Regions from separate parts of the Mus musculus genome. Here regions 1 and 3 are each linked to region 2. The links are chromatin contacts, called in public Micro-C and promoter capture Hi-C maps. All regions are on one chromosome and are shown on one strand. Each heading gives the region's core, a stretch centred on a gene start, on an enhancer-like site or on the middle of the called end of the contact. The rest is flanking DNA. Distances are from core to core; before and after follow the strand shown. Region 1 holds the start of Gpr22 (G protein-coupled receptor 22). Region 2 holds the start of Nampt (nicotinamide phosphoribosyltransferase). Region 3 holds the start of Twist1 (twist basic helix-loop-helix transcription factor 1).

Region 1 (2,720 bases), core at 44-2,543, 1.1 Mb before region 2:
GACTAGGTATCCTAATAATTTTGAATTAATCACAAGTTACTTTGGTTAGAGAAATTAATCCATGTAGCATTTGTTCTCAAAATAAGCAAACTGTATTGCTGTAGGCATAGCTATAGTCATAAAATGAAGCTTCTTCAAATAAAATCTCCTTTTCAAAATAGAAATAATACTATGTTACCTGATTGAGCCGCAGAATTAGCATTGAAATATAAACATGAGAAAAACTGTAATTCTGAAATATTCCTCTTCTCTCTTAGAAGCGATTTTGAATGTTCAGAGATTATGAACAGTTAGTATTCAGTAAACATACTACCACGTCCCCCTGGGTAATAAATTTAACATTTCCCGCATGCTGGGAAATATTGCAGCTTGTTTAATTATTAGCACATAGCTTGAACTTTAACTCATTAAACCAGATTCTGTGATAAGACACTATAAATTTCTTTTGATGAATTGCTCATGTGGGTGAAATGTAAATGGTAGTAAAAAAAAATCTTAACTGCATATTAAATAATTTTCAGTAAGCATGCCTAATTATAATCTTAACATAAAACAGCCAGAGAGTCAACTAGCTTCTTATAAGAAATATGAATGTTCTTTTAGCACTTGAGAAAGGCTGTATTATTGACATTAAGAATATTTGGTATATCCGAAGAGACTTAAGAGCTGCTGTTTTTGGAGTTCATTGTAGAGAACAGAACAGAATGGTTTTTTTTAACAGTGCACCCTAAAAATTACATTAAAATACATCATGTGTTAAAAGAAACCAATTTAAAAATTACCTATTTACCAATAAGTAGAAGGAAAACAATCAAACTCTTAAAAATTTAGGCTAAAAATTCCAAAGTAATTTTATTCCACTGTGCTGTTTCAAAAGCACCTATATACTATAATAAGGAACACATCTTACCTCTGCTAAAGAGCTGACGAGTTCCTGATGTAGTTGAAGCATTTCCAGTTTTGATTGATTCATTCTGTTGATTTGAAAGTACAAGGGCTGGGGGAAAAGGGTTATAAAAATCTCTTCCAAGCGACCTTAATGGAAATGTATCTACTGTGCCATTGTTTCAGCAGCCCTGCTAATGTATAGAATATGTAGTGCTGCTTCGGCTGCAGCAGCCTCTCACTCTTCCTACTGTGGAGTCAATAAGCATCTGAAAATGCGTAATGAAAGTAATTTAGCATACTGAAGGCTTCTTGTCTCCTGAGACAGCATTCGGATCCAGGCTTTCTGAAAAGGAAGGGCACTGCTCTGGAGAGGGAAGCCTGCTCCGAGCAGCTTTTGCAGAGTGACAGCCTACCTTGTCGCTTCTCCCCACTGCAGAGAGATGCAGTGCATTCACTAATTTTGATTGGCCAGTTGTATTGGCTTAAACTGCTTCATATGTATGGCAGGGGTGTTCCCCCCCCTCCCCAATGGCTTTATATAAGGATGCTGTTTTAAAAGCCTAAGTTTTTTTAACTGGTTGTTTGTTGCTCTTAAATAGAATATGAGTAAATTAGTCTTTTAAAAATGTGTATTTGGTTCTGGCTTATTGATTCCCAATGCCAAACATTAAGAACATAGTTTTTTTCTTTTTTGTTGTGTTTCTGCTTTTGTTTCGTGTATGTGTGTGTCGAGGAGGTTACATCGTAAAAATAATATATTTTAAGTCTGGGTAACTGGACTGTTAGTAGCTGTGTCTGCTTTGGGTTGAGGTTCTTTGTTCTACAGATAGAAAGCCCTGCATCTTCACAGTGAACCAGGTTTGATTTCAACTAGTTTGTTTGTATCCAAGTCATTTCTTTGTATTTTAAATTGTAATTATTTTATGTTACTTACTGACTTCAGTGTTCATTCACTCAGATATTTCTTCATTTCATTCATTAGTTCATGTTACTGATCACATAGACTAAAGGGGATTATATCACAAAACATTTGTAGCTATTCCATTGCTTGCATAATGGTAGAGTATGTGGACATGGTAATCTTAGTCCTCACTTGTGCTGATATTTTTATGTATATGTGTGTACTGATCATTTTCTATTAATATTTTATCTCACTGGGCTATTTCTGTTTGTAACATGGGCACATTTCTTGGTGGATTGATCTTTCTTAAATATTGTATATGGTGATTACTGATGCTGCTGGCAAATATATGTGGTAAAGAAAATGTATGTATTCTCATAGGCTATAAAGCTAAACTATTTAAGATGAGTGTTAAAAGTAACAAAGGAATGATAAAAATAAAACATTAATTTAAAATTAAATTTCTATCAATTGTTAGTAATTTAAAATACATTTCTGTTCTTGTTAGTGAGGTACATATCTTTTTAGGCGGAAAAATATGTAGTAGCCAGATTATTTTTTAGATTACATTTCTGTATATATGTGTGTGCATCTGCCCTGATGCACATATCATGGTCAGAGGACACCTTGTAGGAATTGGTTCTTTCTTTCCATCACTTGGATTCTGGGGCAGGAACTCAGACATTAGACTATTTTCTTAATGTTTGGCATTGGGAATCAATGAGCCAGAACGAAATACACATTTTTAAAAGACTAATTACCCATTGAGCCAAAAAGGAACATGGTACTGATGGCTATGTTATTAGCATATTAATCATGACTTATTTCCAGTTTTAGGAATAGTGTTGAGTTTTCAAAGTGTTGTATCCTAGATTTTTAAAAATTTGTCACTAGAATTAATTTTTTTATAATTTTGAAAAGTAATATGCAC
Region 2 (2,977 bases), core at 456-2,955:
AGCTCCTTGGGTAATTTCTCTAGCTCCTCCATTGGGGGCCGTGTGACCCATCCAATAGCTGACTGTGAGCATCCACTTCTGTGTTTGCTAGGCCCCGGCATAGTCTCACAAGAGACAGCTATATCTGAGACCCCAACTCTTAAAAGTTGATCTGCTTCCTTCTAGTCAGTCCACACTAGCATATAGCCCTTTGCGGGAGAGGGGCTTTTAAGAACTCTAAGAACTTCAATAGTCACCTTTTCCTCTAAAGATTGCTGTGGGATTAAGCCAGTAATATTCCTGCAGACCCTACTCTTGAACTTATCTAGCAATGTCAGTATGCTTACAATGTTAGCATTTTTACATTTTGGGCTTTTTCATTTTTATACAGGGAAAAAAACTGAAAGATTGCAAGATCAAATTTTGTTTTTAGAAAACACTACCGTGAACAAAGACTACTTTGTAATTAGAATCTTATCCCCACCCCCACCTCCACCCCCCACCCACCCCCCACCCCCCGCATAAAACAGCCTAAAATGGCGGTCAATTGTAGATGAATGGATGCTGTAGCTGAGCTCTTGGATCCTTTGAAAGCTGTTTGACTTTTCCTGGAGAAAAGTCTCAACAGTCCTTTGTGTCTTAAGGGGAAGGTTAAATTGAACCCTCTCAGACGATGAAGGGACAAGACCAAACTGAATCTAACATTGTTGAGAAGTCAAAGGCAAAAGGAAGCTACTAACTTGATGCAGTCTGTGCCAGTTTAGTTATACCGATTTCCCCCTGCTACTTGTATTCCATAAAAACAAAACAACAACAAAGCCTAAATCTTAGAATTCTTAAATGCTATTAAACATGCAAAGGGAATTTTAGTTCTATGCAAAACAAATTTGCAACTCTGTATGTGAAAACTGAACAAGAGGACAGGCTCATGGAAGTTGGGTGACGTCATCAGACGTCACTTCGCTTATTTGGGAGGTTACTAGCTCTTTCCCCCACGATTTAATGATTTAAAGGAAAACAAAAAACCAAAAAACAGATCCACTGTATAAGACTTGGCTGTATGCCTTTTACTTCCCAACAATATTAGATTCAATTTGGTCTTGTCCCTACATTGTCTGAGAGGGTTGAATTTAACCTTTCCCTAAGACGCAAAGGCTTTTCTCCAGGAAAAGTCAGCCTTCAAAGGATCAAAGAGCTCAGCTACAGACTGAGCGCGGAGAAAAGCAAGTCCACGCGCCAGGGCAACTCAGACCGCAAGCAGCTCCTCTGATTTTAAAGGAAAATCTAGAGGATCGGAATCCACAAGACGGATGGGGACCAAAGATTCCATCCATCGTCCAAGCGGGAGACAAAGGTAATTCAGCGCGTGCGGGAACAGGGAGACGACAGTGGGTGGCTCCTTGGCCTTAGCTGGTGGCGTGACTCCAACAAGACTCTCAGGACGAGCAGGGACTGGGTAGGACAAGAGGAAGGTCCGGGTTGGGGCGGGCAAAGAGACTCCCGGCAGGAGGGGCGAGGCTGGGAACGCCAAGCCACGCCCCTGCATCAGACCACGCCCCTCAGAGGCAGGCGCCCAGGTCACGCGCTGGGGTGACGGTCGGCTTTAGGCCCGGGGCGGGCGCAGCTGAGGCAGAGCGCGTGCCTCACGTCCTCCTCAGTCCCCCCCGCCCCTGCGCTGCGCACGCGCAGCCGTGCCCCGCCCCTTGTCCCCGGGATGGGCGGGGCGCGGAGCCGCCGGGAAAGCCGCCGGAGCGCGCTGGGCAGGGGAGCGCGCTAGCCTCCACCGCCGCGTCACGGACCTGCCCGCCCTCCCGGCCCCTCCCCGCGCTCCGTTCCCTGCTCTCCCGCCCCCCTGCGAGCGAGCGGTGACTTAAGCAACGGAGCGCAGCGAAGCCCATTTTTCTCCTTGCTCGCAGCCGCGCCGGGCAGCTCGTGGCGCGGCGTCTCCGCTCCGGCCCGAGATGAATGCTGCGGCAGAAGCCGAGTTCAACATCCTGCTGGCCACCGACTCGTACAAGGTGGAGTTGCGATGGGGGGGGGGGGGGGTCTCCGGGCCCGGGGCGGCGGGAGCCGGCGCGGCGGGATGGGGCAGGTGGAGGAGCCGCAACGCGGTGGCTGAAGGATGGAGGCGCGGGCCGGAGGCGGGGCCTACGCCGCGGCGGGGGCGCGGCCGGAGGCTCGGCGGGATGGGCGCACGCTGCAGCTACCGTAGCCGCCGGCGGCCTTGGCTCTGGGACAGGGAGGACTGGATGAGACCGTGGGACGATCGGGCCGGTTAGGTAACAGCCCCTGGCTCGGCAGGTACGGTCCTGCCCCGGGGAGCTCGGGGAGAGGTCCTGGCGGTGTGCCCCTCACCCAGCCAGTGGTCCCAGCGCGGAGGATAACCCGGCCCCGGGAGCCGCGTCTGATTCAGCTGTCCCACTCGGTGGGGTTGCATTTCCAACTCCCTTGCACCTAGGGATCATTCACGTGCCTGCCCCCTGGTTGCAGAGGCCAGTGTGCTCTGGCTCTCCAGGATCAACTACGTGATTTCTGTGAAATGGAAAGTGAAACACCAAGAGTTAAAGGAACTGGAGTTATAACCCTGGAGAATTTGTGGGGAGAGTAAAATGGCACATTGCTTTAAGGTGCCTATTGAGTTGACTCTTGCACTAATTCCATTTGATATGCACCTTAGCCAAGAGAGGAATGATGAAGAAATGCCCGCCCGCCCCCCCCCCCCATACACACTGTGAAATGAACTGCACTGATCTTCAGTTAAGTTTGTTAGCCAAGACGCTTAAAAGATAAAATGTCAGACTAGTAGGACCCTCGCGAGAACAGATTAAATTTTAGCTTTCAAGTTTAGTATTTACTTGAACATCGTGATGGTTTTGAGTAGCGATTTAGGCGTAGTACTCTCGTGGTTTTGTTTTGGTTCTTTGCTTTTTACTTTTTGTAGCCCTGTAATCTGAATGTTTCAGAGTCCCATTTGCTTACATACTAGTTTGTCCTTTTT
Region 3 (2,849 bases), core at 90-2,589, 1.1 Mb after region 2:
TTCTGAGTAAGAGATCACCTTGTACCGGCTCCCTAAATCCCCATCCTACTTAAAAAACAGAAATAAATAAATAAAACATATTTAAAAAATGTAAAGAGCCCTGCAATCACTGGCTTCCATAGCCACTCTCCTTCTTGCTCATTAACCTCTCTGCTTCCACTTTTCCAGAATCCTTTTTGGGGTTTCAAGGTATTTGGTAAAAAAAAAAAAAAAAAAAAAAACAAAACAAAAAAAAAAAAACAAAAAAAACCGCTTGCAATCAACCAACATGGCTGAGTGCATTTGAGGCACCGGGAGCATAACTACTCACAAGATCTCCTAGGAAGACGAGAATATTGATCCCCCACCTTAAATGTATGGACTACCCAAGGTTAGCATGCAGGGCTTAATTTGGAGTTAGCGGACATGAAATGTTCTCAAGGTTCTCCTCCACCTAGGGCTGGCAGCGTGGAGCACCAAGGCTGCTCTATCTTTCCCTAGCTTTGCTCCCTTCAAAAGAACAAGGCTTTTCTCTGTAAAAGAATGAACTCCAGCCTAGGTCCAGCACCTTTGGAAGCACAGTCCTCTGAGAGCAGGGAAACTTTAGATTGGGTCACCGTAGCAGGAAAGGAGAGCCCAGACGTTTCTCCGGGAGGGGTGACACGGCAGGCCAGGGCGCAGATCCATAGCGCCCACGATGTGGCCACGTCTTGAGAACCGCCCTCGACCACAGGGCCAGGCAGCCGCGGGGAATCCCTTGGGACTAGAGGTTTCCGACTAGAGGTTTCCTCTACCTGACCGTTAGATGGACTCGGTTGTTGAAACTTTTCTTGCCTCGCAGCCCGGGCCCGAGCCACCCCCAAAGGGCCCGGAGAACTCCGAGGGATCCCAGGCGGGATGGGACATCACCCAGAGCGTCGAAGCCGCTTGCCACTACTGCTGTCACAGCCACTTGGGGAGGGGGAGACTGCAACAGCGACCCAGACAGTCCCCTGTTTGCGGTGCTGTGCTCGGGTGCGGGGGCGCTGGGCGCGCTCTGGCGCGGAAGGAAATCGCCCCGCGTCCTCCCCGAAGCGGAGGGGGAGAGCTGGGGGGGGGAGAGGGAGGGGAGAGGCGGGCGCAGGGGCTGGCCGCTCGGGCCAGGTCGGTTTTGAATGGTTCGCAGGACGAATTGTTAGACCCCGAGCAAGGGGGGAGGGGGCGAGGGAGGGGGGCTGGAAAGAGGAAACTTTCCTATAAAACTTCGAAAAGTCCCTCCTCCCCACGTCAGGCCAATGACACCGCTGCCCCCAAACTTTCCGCCCGCACGGAGGTATAAGAGCCGCCAAGTCCACAGCCCGCGCCCAACTCTCAGACACCTCGCGGGCTCGCCAGCACCGGCACCGGCTGCGCCAGGCCGGAACGGGGCGCGCTTGCGGCCGTCGGGCGCCTTCTTTTTGGACCTCGGGGCCCTCCACACCGTCCCCTCCCCCGCCCGCCTCCCTCCCCGCCTCCAGCGCCCTCCCCGCGGAGGTCCCCCCACCCCCATCCCGCCTCCCTGCGTCCTCCGGGCCGCACCGCCCGGGCCGGCGCCGAGCGCGGGGAAGCTGGCGGGCTAGGGCGCCCCGCTCCTCTGCTCTACCCTCCCCCGTCCCGGCTCCGCGAGGCCGCACGTCGCCGCCCGCGAGATGATGCAGGACGTGTCCAGCTCGCCAGTCTCTCCGGCCGACGACAGCCTGAGCAACAGCGAGGAGGAGCCGGACCGGCAGCAGCCGGCGAGCGGCAAGCGCGGGGCTCGCAAGAGACGCAGCAGTCGGCGCAGCGCGGGCGGCAGCGCGGGGCCCGGCGGGGCCACGGGCGGGGGCATCGGAGGCGGCGACGAGCCAGGCAGCCCGGCCCAGGGCAAGCGCGGCAAGAAATCTGCGGGCGGAGGCGGCGGCGGCGGCGCGGGCGGAGGTGGTGGCGGCGGCGGCGGCAGCAGCAGCGGGGGCGGGAGCCCGCAGTCGTACGAGGAGCTGCAGACCCAGCGGGTCATGGCTAACGTGCGGGAGCGCCAGCGCACGCAGTCGCTGAACGAGGCGTTCGCCGCCCTGCGCAAGATCATCCCCACGCTGCCCTCGGACAAGCTGAGCAAGATTCAGACCCTCAAACTGGCGGCCAGGTACATCGACTTCCTGTACCAGGTCCTGCAGAGCGACGAGCTGGACTCCAAGATGGCAAGCTGCAGCTATGTGGCCCACGAGCGGCTCAGCTACGCCTTCTCCGTCTGGAGGATGGAGGGGGCCTGGTCCATGTCCGCGTCCCACTAGCAGCGGAGCTCCCCACCCCCTCTGCAGGCCGGAGACCTAGGTAAGGACCGGCTCCAGGGATCGATCGGGCCAGGCCGCGGGTCCCCTGTTCACCTCGCCACCGTGCTGGGTATCCCCCCCCCATCCCCCTCCACTCTCCTCGCTGCCCTCCACCTAGCCAGGCACCGCCACCTCATTCCACCCGCATCCCTGGCAAGCAGTTCAGTCCCCACAGGGGAAACAGGTCCTAGGGTCGGGGAGAACCAGTGTGCCCAGGAGAGGTGTATGTGTGTGTGCGCGTGCGGGGGTGTGCATGACAGAAGATTGAGAAAGTCAAGCATAGGGGCCTTGTGCCCAAAACGCCATCCCCCAAACCCCTTTCTTTCTTCTTTAAAATTCCCTTCTTAAAACAACTGTTTCCAAATTCCACCCCCTCCTTTCCGCCCACCCACTTCCTCTTGCCCTTGGGCTGAAATCCTTCCAGGTTGTTCAGCGAAAATTCTCGCTGGTAGTGATAACAGGGCTTAGCGGTCATAGAAAACAGCCACAGAGACATCCTCAATAACCGACTTTCCCCTCTGGGTTTTTGCAGATGTCATTGTT

What was found. Promoter capture Hi-C pulls out the DNA fragments that hold promoters and counts their contacts. A called contact is a pair of places that touch in the nucleus more often than the background predicts.
Region 1: a contact with region 2 is called in a promoter capture Hi-C map of liver, with 2.4 times the contacts expected there. The contact joins the promoter of Gpr22 here to the promoter of Nampt in region 2. A contact is called at or near these places in 2 of 39 promoter capture datasets (liver and pre-B cells).
Region 3: a Micro-C map of embryonic stem cells shows a contact between it and region 2, with 11 times the contacts expected there. The contact joins the promoter of Twist1 here to the promoter of Nampt in region 2. A contact is called at or near these places in 2 of 39 promoter capture datasets (embryonic stem cells and hippocampal neurons), 2 of 484 Hi-C or Micro-C datasets (embryonic stem cells and uterus) and 1 of 115 datasets of contacts at active chromatin or transcription factors (astrocytes).

What each region holds. Positions count from the first base shown.
Region 1 is chr12:31,712,590-31,715,309 of GRCm38.p6, forward strand. Gpr22 (G protein-coupled receptor 22) reads right to left here and starts at 1,294. Exons shown (of 3, transcript NM_175191.5): 1 at 911-1,294. All of the region lies in intron 6 of Cog5 (component of oligomeric golgi complex 5), which reads left to right.
Region 2 is chr12:32,818,630-32,821,606 of GRCm38.p6, forward strand. Nampt (nicotinamide phosphoribosyltransferase) reads left to right here and starts at 1,706. Exons shown (of 11, transcript NM_021524.2): 1 at 1,706-1,997. The coding sequence starts at 1,941.
Region 3 is chr12:33,956,332-33,959,180 of GRCm38.p6, forward strand. Twist1 (twist basic helix-loop-helix transcription factor 1) reads left to right here and starts at 1,340. Exons shown (of 2, transcript NM_011658.2): 1 at 1,340-2,307; 2 at 2,839-2,849. The coding sequence starts at 1,647. The coding sequence ends at 2,267.